Linked DNA regions of Oryctolagus cuniculus: region 1 is linked to region 2. A link is a contact called in public Micro-C data. All regions are on one chromosome and are shown on one strand. Each heading gives the region's core, a stretch centred on a gene start, on an enhancer-like site or on the middle of the called end of the contact. The rest is flanking DNA. Distances are from core to core; before and after follow the strand shown.

Region 1 (6,572 bases), core at 2,368-4,867, 250 kb after region 2:
TGCAGAGGCAGGGTTTGAATCAGACTATCACCAAGGCTGTTTCTATCTCTTGGAGTACATTTCTACATGACCCTTTATGGGCTAAACTCCTAATGTTTCTTATCACTAAAAAAAAGTAAGAGCATAAAGCTGAAAAATGAAAAAATTGATAGCAAAGATCCCACATTCCTAGAGCCAAAGGCACAATGATCAATAAACACAGGTGCACAGCTGTCAGCTCAGAAAACAGGGGTAAGCAGGCCGTACCAATGCTGTGATCAATGCCCCTGATTGCATTTAGTGCACAGCAGTCACTCAAAGATTCAGGCTCCAGTCCTCCTCTGCCACTGTGGAAAATTCATGGCTTGCAGTCAGAGACTCCAGAGGCCAAATTTAGTCCTACCACTTACTACACATTTGCCATCTTGTGACTTTGTTTCTCTGAGCCTCAAATTCTTCCTCTCAAAGGCGGGGAGGGGTGTATGTCATCTCATAGACCATTGTGAGAATTAAAAGGATATTTAGAAGCCAGTCCCAAAAAGACGAATATTCTATATTCTCTCTGATCTGTGGTAACTAATAGAGCACCCAAAATGTAATCTATAGAAGTGAAATTGATACTTTGAGATGAGATGATTTTGAATAGCCCTTGTCTCAACTGTTGAGGAACAATGTCTTTTTTTTTTTTTTCATTCTATTTGTTGAACTCTTTACTTAGTGTAGGGTTAATCTTAGGAGTATAAAGTTAACTGAAAATAGATCTTTGTAAAAAATAAGAATGGGAATAGGAGAGGGAGGAGGAAGAAGGGCGGGAGCATGGGTGGGCAGGAGGGTAGGGTGGGAAGAATGTTCCTGAATCTGTATATATGAAATGCATTCCTTAAATAGAAGGCTTCTTGGTAATAAGAAATAAATAAAAATACATATCACTTCAAAAAAGATAATATCCTATAAAATAATAAGGCAGGAAAAATATATTTAGAGCACCTATGACAGCCTGCTGCATCATTTGCCTATCTACCTTTTTAACCATGTCATGGAACTAACACTTGCACTGGGTTCCTCTTCTATTGAGAAAATTCAAATTGAGAAGGTTGGAAACACCTAACACTAAAATCCAAAGGAACCAAGGCCTATCACTTTTATCTCTAAAGCTCTCTCCCACTTTTCTGTCTTACCATCTCTCCAGATATCATCCTGGCATAAGCCATCATCTCTCACCCTAATGGATGGCCTCGAATGTCTCTCATCTCACCACCCTCTCCCTACTTCAGTCTTGCACAGCAACAAGACACAGGTGCTTAGAACTCTTCCATGTGCACTTGAAATAAAATCCAAACTTCACCACCTCCCTCAGGATCTACCATGGCCTGACTGGCCACTTTCTCTCTCGATCACTTCCTAGTATGTCCCATGTCTACCCTTCAGATTTTTGGCTACTCTCCTTCTTGCCTCTGAGCTTTCACATATGCAGTTCCTTCCAACAGGGCTGATCCCTATGTCTGCCACCCCCAGTTATTCTTAGCCTTCCTTCAAAAGCTTAATTCAAATGTCACTTGTTCAAGGACCAAAATATGTCAGGTTTCCCTGCTATTTTGTTTCAAGACATCTTACATGTCTTCTAGAACTTATAGCCATTGTAATTATAATTAGGCTTATAGTCAGTTGTTGAATGTCCGTCTTCTCCACTGGTTTGTCAGCTCCATGAGGGGAAGACCATGTCCACCACCACACCCCCAGCACCTGGGACAGTGCCCGACACCTGTAGCAACTCCAGCAACTCCGTCAGCATCTGCTGAAAGGTGAACAAAAGGACATCTTGTCCAAGTGCCTCATTTGCAGATTAGGAAGCCATGGTAGGCTATGTTAAGTGATTTGCCCAAGGCTGGGACACCAAGAGTTCTTATTCCCAGGCCAATGGTCTTCTCATTACACTTAACTCTGAGGTCTCATTCAGAGATAAGATCCTGTTGTTGTTGAAAATTCAAGAAAGGGTATGAAAATGTTTTAAAAGCAGAAGACCCTTCTGTTTTCACTCTGGATTTCCCTCTCCCGCTTGGGGCACCTTTTGGCGACTTTTCTTATTTTGCGTCTCTGCCTCCTTCCATTAACTGAAAAATCCAGTAAGGTTGAGGCAGGCAGCCTCCAAAGACAAGGAATAATATTCAGTAAGGTAAAGGTAATGGTGGGATGAATGAGGTACAGAAGCACACTTTAGGGAATAGTTGTCCAGGGAGCATTAAAGGAGGAAATCACGGAGGTGACCCTTGAGACAGGTTCTGAAAGATGAATAGGAGTTTGCCAAGCAAAAAAAAACTCATTCCAGGCAAAGAGAACAGCACATGCAGAGACAATGCATCTATTCCATACATACTTATTTAGTACCCACTAGGTGCCACCGGGTGCCTGCGGGCAGCTTCCCCTATATGCTGGGAACGTGCATGGCTCACTGAGCTCCACAAACGAACAGTGCTTCTCTTGCTACAGGGAAGAGAGAATTGGCAATGCAATGGAAAGTCAGGTCATGCTAAGGGGCATGTCCTTTGACCTATAGGTAGAGAGGCTTTTGAGCAAGTAAGATTTACACCATCTGGAGTAGCAGTTCAGATCACTCTCCACACCTAAGGAAGAAGAGAAAAAAACTGCTTTGCAAATCTGCTTAGATCAAAAGCAAGAAGCAAACGGTGTTGCAAACGCAATCTTAGGATACCTTTACTGCAATTTGCTGGGCCGGTCGGGCTTGACTGACCACCCAACAGGTAAAAGAGAGCCTGGAAGAAGAGTTAATGACAAACGCAGGGCGCCCAGGCTCGGGGTCACGGGGTCCCCAGACCCCGCCCCAGGCTCTCCTAGCCCCCACCCTCACCCGGCCCCTGGCAGGGCCCCCGCTCACCTCTGCAAGTTCTCGATCTCGGCAGGGATGCTCTGCAGCTGGTTGCCGCCCAGGCTGAGGGTCTGCAGCGCGCGCAGCTCCAGCAGCGAGGGGGGCACCTCCTGGAAGCAGTTGCCGCTGAGGTTGAGCACCTGGAGGCTGTGGCGGAGCGGGGACTGGGCCAGGCCCTTGGGCAACGCACCAGGCCCGCCGAGGCGGTTGTTCCTGGCCAGCAGCGTGCGCAGGCCGCGCAGCGCCAGCAGCTCCGGCCCGAGCGCGGTCAACGCGTTGCCGCTCACGTCCAGCAGCTGGAGGTGCGGAAAGCCGCTGCCCAGCGCCCGCGGCAGCGACACCAGACGGTTGTGGGGCAGCAGCAGCCGCAGCAGCGCCTCCCGCGTGCCCCGCCGCTCCTCGCCCCGCGCCTCCAGCTCCGACTCGAGCGTCTCGAGAGACACGCTGAGGCGGGACCAGTTCAGTTCTGCTTCCCCGTTCGTGGCCACCCCCGCTCCGGCCTCCTCCATCCTGGCCACCGCCCTGCGCGGCGATCCCCAGGCCTGGCGCGCCGCTGCGCCCCGGAACCTGAACCGACGGCTGCGTCGGAAGTGGCGCGGGCGGCCGCTAACCCCGCGCGCCCTGGCCGAGTCACGCGACGCGAGGCGCCGCGGTGCGCGCGCTGCTCGGGGGCGGGCTCCGCCTCACGTGGCGCACGGCGCGGGCGGCCAGAGAGGGCGGCGTGGGGGCGCGCGGCGCTGGGGTAGCCGTCCCGGGCCCGCTCCGTTGTCCTTTGGCTGGGGGCCGGCCCGGGCGGCTCGGCTTTATAGGGGCTGGAGGCTGCTGCCCTGCCCCCAGGCGCCAGGACCGCCCCTGTAAACAGCCGCAGGAGACTGGTTATCTGGCCTATGGGTCCGCGCGTCATGGGCGCGCCGCCCACTCGGTCGCCCCGTGCGGACTGGGGCCCCTGGACTGCAGGGTTCTTTGAGAACTCAGGAATTTCGTGTGGTTCAACTTGGTCACAGCCAACCCAAGGCATTAGAAGTCTGGGAATTAACAAAGGGCAATAGCTGGGCTAGAAATCAGAACCCTGTTATTAAATAGCCTGGTGGCTTTGGACGAGGGTTTTGATTTCAGGGATTCCAGCCATAAAATACGGGTAATACCTAGGCTACTTGCGGTAAAGGATTGTTTTAAAACGAAAAAAAGTCTAGAGATATGGCAAGTAAGGACGTTTTGCCTATCCTAATTGTACTTGCACCTCTGGTCGTTGCTCTAAATTGTGATTAAGAATGAATCTGACAATCGTGGTGGAAAAATCCTAACTGGCTTTAATTTGGTAATTTTAAGTGATATATTTTCATCTTTGTTCCAAACTCAGTGTTTTCTGAAATTACTTTTTAGAATGTTTACAAGTCATGAGTAGGAATGAGAAAAATACTGTGCTTTTTCATTTTCTGGCAAAGCGTATGAATAAGAAACTTAAATGATTGGTTGTAGTCAATGACATTAAGTTGCTTTTCTCCTAAAGAAAGAAGGATAAAAGTTTTTCTTGCCAGTCATTTGAGAAATGTTATGTCTCTTAGCCAGAACCTAACTTTCACTTCTGGTTGAATTGTAGTCACTGGAGGATAAACTCAATTTAATCCAAGGGTGGAATGTTTGTAAAACCTACATTCTGGAGTCTCCTGCTTGAAAGAGTCCTTTATAAAATAGGCCTTGTTTTGGATCGAGCTAACATTCTGGCAGTTGCCCTAGTATGTGAAAACTGCAATGATTTTAAACTAATAGTGTTCTGGGGCCAGCACTGTGACTCAGCAGGTTAAGCCACTACCTGCACTTACGGTATCCCAAGTTGGCACTGGTTCCAGTCCTGGCTGCTCCACTTCCGATCCAGATCCCTGCTCTAGTGAGCCTGGGAAAGCAGCAGTCCCTGGGCCCCTGCACCCACATGGGAGACCCGGAAGAAGCTCCTGGCTCCGGCCAAGCCCAGCCCTGGCTCTTGTGGTCATTTGGGAAGTGAACCAGCAGTTGGAAGATCTCTTTCTCTCTTTCCTTTCTCTGTAACTCTTTAAAATAAATAATATTAATAGCAATTAATAGGGGCCAGTGCTTTGGCCTAGTGGGTAAAGCCGCCACTTGCAGTGTCTGCACCCCATATGGACGCCGCTTCGAGTCCCAGCTGCTCCACTTCTGATCCAGCTCTGTGCTATGGCCTGGGAAAGCAGTAGAGGATGACCCAAGTCCTTGGGACCCTGCATCTGCATGGGAGACCCAGAAAAAGCTCTGGCTCCTGGCTTTGGGTCGGCCCAGCTCTGGCCATTGAGCAGCCACTTGGCGAGTGAACCAGCAGATGGAAGACTCTATCTCTCTCTCCCTCTCTCTCTCTGCCTCTGCTTCTGCTTCTCTGTAACTGCCTTTTAAATAAATAAACCTTTAATAATAATAATAAAGTTCTATGCTTTGAGAATGTGATAAAGAATAATGTAAAATGAGGAAAATAATTTGAATGTGATTCAAAAATAGAATTATTAAGTTTACAAATCATTGAAATTAAAGGGGAAAAGATATTCCCAATAATAAAGATGCCTCCTGGGAGCAAGTTGAATACTTCAGGACAGTAACTACGGAAGTTGCAAGAATAAAGCTGGTGTACAGGAAAGAAGTAAGTGAACTGATAGATTTTGAAAGCCTACTGCTTGCTGAGCTGTAGTATGAATTATTTTGCTATAATAAAGACTCAGCTATCTAGTTATTGAATTTAAGATAAATGTAACCAGATTATTGACAGAAAAAAAAAAAACTCCTCAGAAACCATCTTCTGAAAGTTACAAGCAGTGTCTGGCTTTTTGAAACAATTGGCAAGAAAACTATAAATTTCAGTAAAAAATGCTTATCTCTGATCCAAATTATCTATCTATATATCTTTATTCATTTTTGTATTCTACCCCATAAGTAGCACATACCCTACCACTACCTCGGATGATTTATTGCAGATAATTTGAATTGATTGTGTTGAGTGTCCTTCTTTTTTTTTTTTTTTTTTTAATAATTAGATTGGATTGTAAGATCCTTGTAGAGAGGAACTGCTTTTCTCACTACTCTGTCTTCCATCTGTAACACATGCCTGGTTCGAAGTAGATACTCTATCTTTTGAATAGCTGAATGTATTTATAAATACTGTTTTAGTTGAAGTTATATTTATAAAGCACCTATATTATCAAGAATTTTAAATGTAATTTTATTGACCACATCAAATTTATCAAAAGGAAATTTGTTTCCCTGTGTTAGAGACAAGGAAGCTGAGGCTCAGAAGTGCTGGGTAACTGACATCACGCAGAGAGTAAGAGGCCTGGTAGCAGTTCAGCCTTGGGTCCACAGGGCTCCAGAGTCCATGATCCTTCCATTGCACCACACTGTTCTCTTGCACCCAGCGTAATCTTTAAAAAAATGATTCAAAGCAATTATAAGATTTGCAAATACAGTGTGATCAGTATAACAAATGGAATTCATCTATTTATGGTGCTCAAAGTACTGGAACTGTTAGGATTGTAGGGTATTTGTTTGGGGTTGGGAGTTTTGTGGGCCTCTGACACAAAACTGGAGTAGGGCACTTGGATGAGAGGCACATGAATCAAATGAAGTTTATTATAGAAAATTATATCACATGGCCCTGCTCCAGGACCACCACCGTTTAGAACCGTGGTGGATCTATCTGATGAGGTAAGTC
Region 2 (6,914 bases), core at 2,641-5,140:
AGTTACCATGAAACTATTATAACTTAGTTTCAAATGTGAGGCTTTTGAATTTCAAATTATTTTTTAAGACTTTAATGAAAAGCCTGGAAATAAAAACCTTTAGTTTAATGCTAATATAAATCTAACATTTGTAGGTATAGAAAAATTAGAATTAGTGCAATTTTAGACTGGAAAGTTAAATATAATTGCCAATAACTGCTGTCTGATGAATTTCAAGGCAACTTATCCTATATGAAACTTTTTTTAAAAAGTTAACTCATCTACAGTTGCATCTCAGCACTTTCTCAATTTTCCCATTACAATTAACAATGTAACTCAGCGGTCAAGTCTTCCAGACCAATAACCTCAGAATTTATTTTTAACTCCTGACTTGTTCACAAATAGTCCCCTTCAGTCCAATCCAAAACCCTGCCAGTTCTTCTTCACACCATCTCTCAAATCTGTTCCTTTCATCCCATTTTCAGTTTATTTTATTCCCTCATGATTCACAACATACACTAGCATCTCCCTAAAGGGCTCTAATATAGTTCTACTCTAATTCAACTTAGCTGCCCAAATCATCTTCAAATACCTTGTTCAGGGGTGGGTGTTTGGTACAACTCACATCCCACATGGCAGGGCCAGTTCTAGTCCCAGCTCCTCTGCTTCCTGCTAATGCACATCCAAGGAGGCAGCAGATGAAAGCTTAAGGACTTGGGTTTCTACCACCCAAGTGGAAGACTCAGACTGAGTTCCAGCTCCTGCCTTAGGCCTGGTCCAGCCCTGGCTGTTGTGACCATTTGTGGAGTGAAGCAGCAGATGAGAAGATCTGTCTCTCTGCCTTTCCAATAAAATTAAAATAAATAAAGTTTATAAAAAAAAAAAACTGTTCAGAGCTCTCATGAATGTCAAACTTTTTCAGACCCCTTGCCCTCTGTCAGCTATCCTTCCAATATTTCTCAAATTTTACCTGTTATTTTCCTACTTAGGCTTTTATAATTCAGATTTACCAGCTTATTTATTGCCTCTCCTACAAAACTCACCATCTCTGTGCCTGGAGTCCTTTCACCTAGAATCTTTCATGCTTCTCCACCAATTCAAGACACAGCCTTCTTTAACACCTGTCTTAAAAGCACACCTTCTCTACAGGAAGCCTTCTCCCTCCAATGCATGTCTCACCCCTTTATTCTTTGTCCCTCTGAACAAAGGATTCAATTTGTATTTTGCCTTGCAGTCGTAATGCCATTGTTTTCATTGTTTTTCCCATAAATTGCCTCTACTACTAAGTGACCAGCTTTTTTTGAAGCCAAGGACTATAATTTCATATGTATCTCTTTTGAACATGGGTCCTGAAAACACCAGCACCTAACAAATGCCTAATGACTCCCCTTTCTTCTAAATATCCCTAAAGCTAGGCTTATCAAAAATGCATATTCAGCAATAAATTCCAACTTTTTAAATATTAAGTTGAAGGACATGATAACAGAAAATCAAACATTTTAACCTACATACTTTACAAAAATCACACCATTCTTGGTCAACATGTATGCCATCAAGAATTAAGGAGTCATCTTCAAAGAAAATCCTAGAAACAAAATATAAAATCCCAGAATTTAGCATTATACACTAGCATTATAGATCTCTGAAATACATCTAATAATTATATTCCTAAAACTGACTTTCAGTGTTTTTTAATTATTACCAAGATGTAAAACATACAATCACTGCAGTATCACAAGAGGCTCTTAATTAGCTATTGTAATATTTGCTTCATCATAGCTAAAAATTACCCCCAGAATAAAAAACTTCTTTCAAATGACCCCATGAAGGGCTTAGAAAGCATGACCCTTCTCTAAAAAGATGCATAATCAGCTTCCCTCTTTACATACTCTGCATTCTCTACTAGCTAGTCACTGAAAAAAAAATTAACTCAAAAATAATCTCCCATTCAGCTATTACCTTGGACTATCCTGTTTCAGGCAAGTTCCAAAAGCCAAAGTGATTGGAATCTTGAGTTCAATTAAAAGTAAACATTTTATATTGCTTAAGGATGTAATCAAGTCCACATAACAGAATCTACTGTTTAAGGCTCTTCAGTTCTCTTAGCTCCTCTAGGCAACAAAATAGTTTGCCCTCTTCATGCCCCTTTCTCAGAGAATAAGGAAACAATATAAACATTTTTTTTTGTCAAAATCTGGAAGTATATTTAAATAACCTGCCATTAATTGCCACACAAACCCCTTCACAAACAGAGCTCTGTGGGATCACTGGATACTTAGTATAACAAACACCTCAAGAAAACAGACTTTGTGAAAGTACAGTCTGGTAACAACCCTGAGACCACATCCCAGACAGCCCTACCATTTCCAGAAGGACAACCTTCTGCAAAAACTATGATGGAAAGGACTAAATCTATGTTCCTCTAACTAAATTCAATCTTATCTACAAGAAAACTGATGCAAGGATATTTTAAGTATTCCTAAAAAGGAATCCTCTGTACTCTAGAATATTTTAACAAGTAACAAATGCAACAGCACGTCAAAATTGAACTTAAATGACAATGAGTCAGTGACAATTAACATTTAACTTAGTATCTGGCATTATGACAACATACGCCTCAATCAAAACTTGGACCTCCTTCCAAGTTACCTTTTGATTAAACAAATTATATGGTGGCAGATTGGTAATGCCAAAACAGGAAGGTTAAGAGATAACAGATTAAACCACTTATCCAATTCAAGACAATGTATTTGGAGATGCTACTGCTGCTGGATATTTATCTGTTCCCATCAGCCCCTTGTAAAGGGAGGGAGCGATGATCACCTCCACACATGAATGCTGGTTACTGAGCAAGTTCATCCCCAGGTTAAGAACAAATACTTTGTATAGTTACACCAGCACGAAGAGAAACGTTAGGAGACTGGGACATTTCATGTCTCCATGAAGTACACAAAGCTGTGATAACCCGAGACTTGAGCTAACCAGAATTTCCTCCCTCGTTCCAAAAGACAAACACTCTGCAAATGCACATAATGGTTTATGAGTCGTTTAGTCCTCTTTATTCAAAAGGGTCGGCAAGCAAACGCTTCCATCACAATTTCCAAGTGGAAACACCCAAGCACTGGATAAAGGCGACCATCAGTAGCAAGGAAAGCACAAGAAACGTTTCAAATCGAATCATCGAAATAAAAATCGTACTCTCTGAACTCAAGGTTAATGAGACCGAGGGAGGGGGTTATGGGAGGAGAAAAGAGGGAGCTGCCTCATCCTCGACTGAAGACAGGTCTTGCTCTTTTCCATTAGCTCTGGTGAGTGTTCCATCAGGTCTAGTATGTTAAGGTTCTAGGACTTCGAGGTTGCTTATTTTAGGGGTGAGACGGAGAAGGGGTGTAAAATAAAATCAATACTCACTGCTAACTTTCATGCTGCCAAAAGCTGAAGGCTGCTGCACTGGCTTGCAGCTCTCCGCAAAGGAGGTGGTTCTGGGCCGCCCTGACATGATCACTCTCTTCCCGAATCACCTTTTCCTTCCTTCCTCCTTTTCTTCCTTTTGTTTTATATTGGGGTGTTAGGTTAATGATAAATGCAGCATTAAGTTCTCCCACAAGAAAGGAAAAAAAAAGACTTCGTCCTCTTGGCTTTTCACTTCTTTTGTATAGCTATATTAAAAAAAAAAAAAAAAAAAAAAAAAACACGAGCGATGTATTCTCCTTCAAGACGGATCCGTACGGATATTTAACATATAGATGATTTGGGGCTGGGGGAGGGGAAAAAAAAAACACAATTCTTTCCCCTCCCTTTCCTGGGAGGGGGGACTCCTTAAAAAAAATCACGTGAAATGGGGACAAATACTTGATTGAAAATAAGTACTTTGGATTTTATATTTTCCTCGGGGATTTTTTTCCGAGTCAATGAAGAAGGGAAGCGGCGGAAGGATCACGAGTCTCACGCTTGAAGAGAAGGGGGGATGGGAAGGAGGGAGGGAGAGGGAGGGGGCGGCTCGGAGATGCGACGGGAAACGCTGCGGCTCCGGCAGCGGCGGGATCCGGCGGGGGCCCGGCGTCCTGGAGGGCGGCGGCGTCGCGAGTCAGTCAGAGGCGGGCGGCGGCGGCGGCTCCTCTCCTCATTGCGCCAGGAGCAGCTGCAGGCGGCGGCTGGATCCAGCGGCCATGGCGGCGGCGGTGGCGGAGGCAGCTCCCTTCAGACCCCAGGCAGCGGCTCCTCGACTGCTCCCCATACGCCGGGGACATGGGAACCCGGCAACCGCTTCCGTCTCCCTCGGGGCCCCCTCCCCCGTCCAAAGCACCAGCGCGGCCGCCCTCACGCCCCGCGCCTCAGCTCCGTGTCCGCTGAGGAAGTGTCCGTGCTGTGCCCCCAGTCCGGAGCCCTGTCAGCGGCTGCGGGGCCGGCTCCTCCTCGCTTCCTTCCTTCCTTTGTCACTCGGCCCGGGCGGCGGCGGCGGCAGCGGCAGCGGCAGCACAAACCCGCATTCGCCCGGGTCGGGGGCTGCTCTGTGTGAGGAGCTCCGTCTGCGCAGCCGCCTAGCGCCTTCCCCCCTCCCCCTCCCTCTCCCCGCCTCCTACTCGTCCTCCGCCTCCTTCCTCCCCCACCCAGCCTTATACCGCCCCGCGCCCCGCCGCCCGCGTAACAGGCGTCTGGGAATCGCCGGCCGAGCCCAACGCCCGCCCTCTTCGGCGGCGGAGCCGAACCCCCAGCGAAGCCAATCACGGGCGTCGTTTCTTTACGGCTCCTCCCGGAAAAAGCCGATCGGCCTGAAGAGCCAATTAGAATGGGCCCCCGGGAAGCCTCGCCTAGAGAGCGGAAAATGCCGAAGGCATCCGAACGGAAAGAAGGTGGATTCGGCTTGTTCTGTGGCTGGCTGGAGGACAAATTAGACGAGGGCAACAGGGGCCAATCACAGTCGTCGCCCTCGCGAATAAGCATTAAAGAGTTAAGGACGGTGAAACCCAGAGTCGCTGGTGAAGCTGCAGGGCTGCGAGTTGGGGCTGCTTCGTAATTGGCTGGAAAACTCCGCTGGGAGTGAACCTCCCTCGATGATTGGCGAAGGGCAGGGGGCTTCCGAGGACATGTGGCCAGTCAGAAGACCTCCCCCCTCGCCAAGGTGGGGCGAGGAAAGCGGAGGGAGGATGTCTATAAGGTGCCGTCTCATTGGCCGGAAGCTTTGGAGCCGGGAGGGGTGGCGAAAGAGAAAGGGAGGGAGGCCGAAACCCTTAGCGGTGGCCAATGGGCCCTGACTGCCATCCAATCGCAAGACCTAGCTGCAGCGTGATTGGCGTTTGGCCTTCGGCGGCGGTCCCAGGAGCTGAGAGAAGCTTGACTGGGCTGCGGCGGACTTGTGTGTCGGGCTCGCTTGTGGCTGCTCCCGACCGGTGTGGAAACCGCAGTTAAGGAAGCACGAGCCCTCCCCTCAGCCGTCCGAAACTGCTGCGGTCGGCGGGGCCGGTTTCTGAGGCGCGCTCAAATGAGCAGAGGGTCCAGGGGCTCCCCCCGCCCACGAGAGGCTCTCCGCGGGGCGCGGCTGGCTCTGCCCTCAGCCCGAGATCGCGCCTGCCGAGTGTCAGCGGCGTCTTTCCTGAAAGGGCCTGACGGACGAAGGGGTCTCCCCAGCGGGGTGCGAGCCCTCAGATGCTAAAGTACGAACAAAGCTTCCAGAGAGGTAGCGCCTATGGGCGGCCGCGCCTCGCCCTGTCCGGGGCCATTGACAGAGTGGGGTTCACTGTGGTTGGTGCGCGCGCCCGGGCCGGGCCTTCTGGAAACGCCCCCCGAAAGATGAGCTCATGCTGGATGCGCGCGCTCCTTGGGCGCGACCGCCCGGCTCAGAACTGGCCCCGAAAGCAGGTGAGGGGAAATGCGGTCAAGCCGGATTTCCTGAAGCCTCCGAGGCAACGGGGAGTCGGAAGAGCCCATAGTAGCTTTGGGTCTTTGGGAGCCTCACTGAACTATAGAAGTGGTTTCGGAGAAGGCCTCACACATAAACCAGTGTCTATTGTTCTGCCAGAGAAGCAGTTCCTTTCGTCCAGTAAGGTGGGGCTGTGTTAGGACAGCAGAGAACGTAGAGGGGGCAGTTGCCATCCCGACTGTAATCCAGTGGCGCCTGTCATTTCCACCTGCAGAGTCATCCCTTTCTGTTAAGATGCTATCTCCAGAAAGCACCTGTGAAAGAACCCATACTTGATCAGATTACCTGGCTGCTGCTTTGCAGAACTAATGAAGGGCTTGAGAGGTAAGGAAGTAACCTTTGATGGGAGACAGGAAAGTCTAGATAGGGCTTGCAGGAAAACAAATGAGACTGGCCTGGTGCAAGACAGTGGGGGATGATAGGGAATATGACAAATTAGAGCTTACATGCTTAACTAAAGGGACTAGCTGCTGAGTGCGAGCGGGTTGTTGCCCTTGCAAAATGTTGGTTCTGTTCAGAGACACTCGGTTTTATTCCAAAAGAAACCTTGAAGTTGGATTTTTGTGCAGAGTCTCTGGATTTTTTAAGTATTGGCTACTAGCATTTTAAAACCCTGCAGGCCAAACTAAAAACATCTCAGGCTAGATGTGACCAATAGGCAATCAATTTGTAATCTCAAACCTAAGATTGCATTTTTATAGCAGTAGAGACTCTTGTTCTTTGCAATTAAAAGAGAACATGAGGTCATGGATGCTATGGGGGAGGGTAAAGAATGTTAAAAGCAAACTCAGTGCTTGGCAACTCTGTCATCTTAATCGTGCCTCTCCATGCTATTATGAAAGACCTTTGCCACTGTTTCCTGAATGTCCTGTGATGCAAAGCTTTAAATCCTGCCTCCTTCTGTACTTCCCATCCCTGTTCACAGTTACACCAGCAGGAAAATAAATAACAAATGTTTAATTATACAAATTGGAAACACGGTTGTTTGTATATAAATACAAAAGTAGTCCACTTT

Evidence for each region. Hi-C and Micro-C count contacts between places; a contact is called where the count stands out from the background.
Region 1: a contact with region 2 is called in a Micro-C map of ear pinna, with 2.9 times the contacts expected there. The contact joins the promoter of LRRC58 here to the promoter of LOC103350545 in region 2. A contact is called at or near these places in 2 of 6 Hi-C or Micro-C datasets (ear pinna and an unstated tissue).

The regions. Positions count from the first base shown.
Region 1 is chr4:76,797,571-76,804,142 of mOryCun1.1, forward strand. It overlaps LRRC58 (leucine rich repeat containing 58), which reads right to left and starts at 3,618. Exons shown (of 4, transcript XM_002716657.5): 1 at 2,873-3,618. The coding sequence starts at 3,372.
Region 2 is chr4:76,547,292-76,554,205 of mOryCun1.1, forward strand. It overlaps LOC103350545 (transcription factor SOX-4), which reads left to right and starts at 3,891. Exons shown (of 3, transcript XM_070072191.1): 1 at 3,891-5,101; 2 at 6,114-6,223. The coding sequence starts at 3,891. The coding sequence ends at 4,874. GSK3B (glycogen synthase kinase 3 beta) reads right to left here and starts at 3,680. Exons shown (of 11, transcript XM_002716661.5): 1 at 3,391-3,680. The coding sequence starts at 3,478.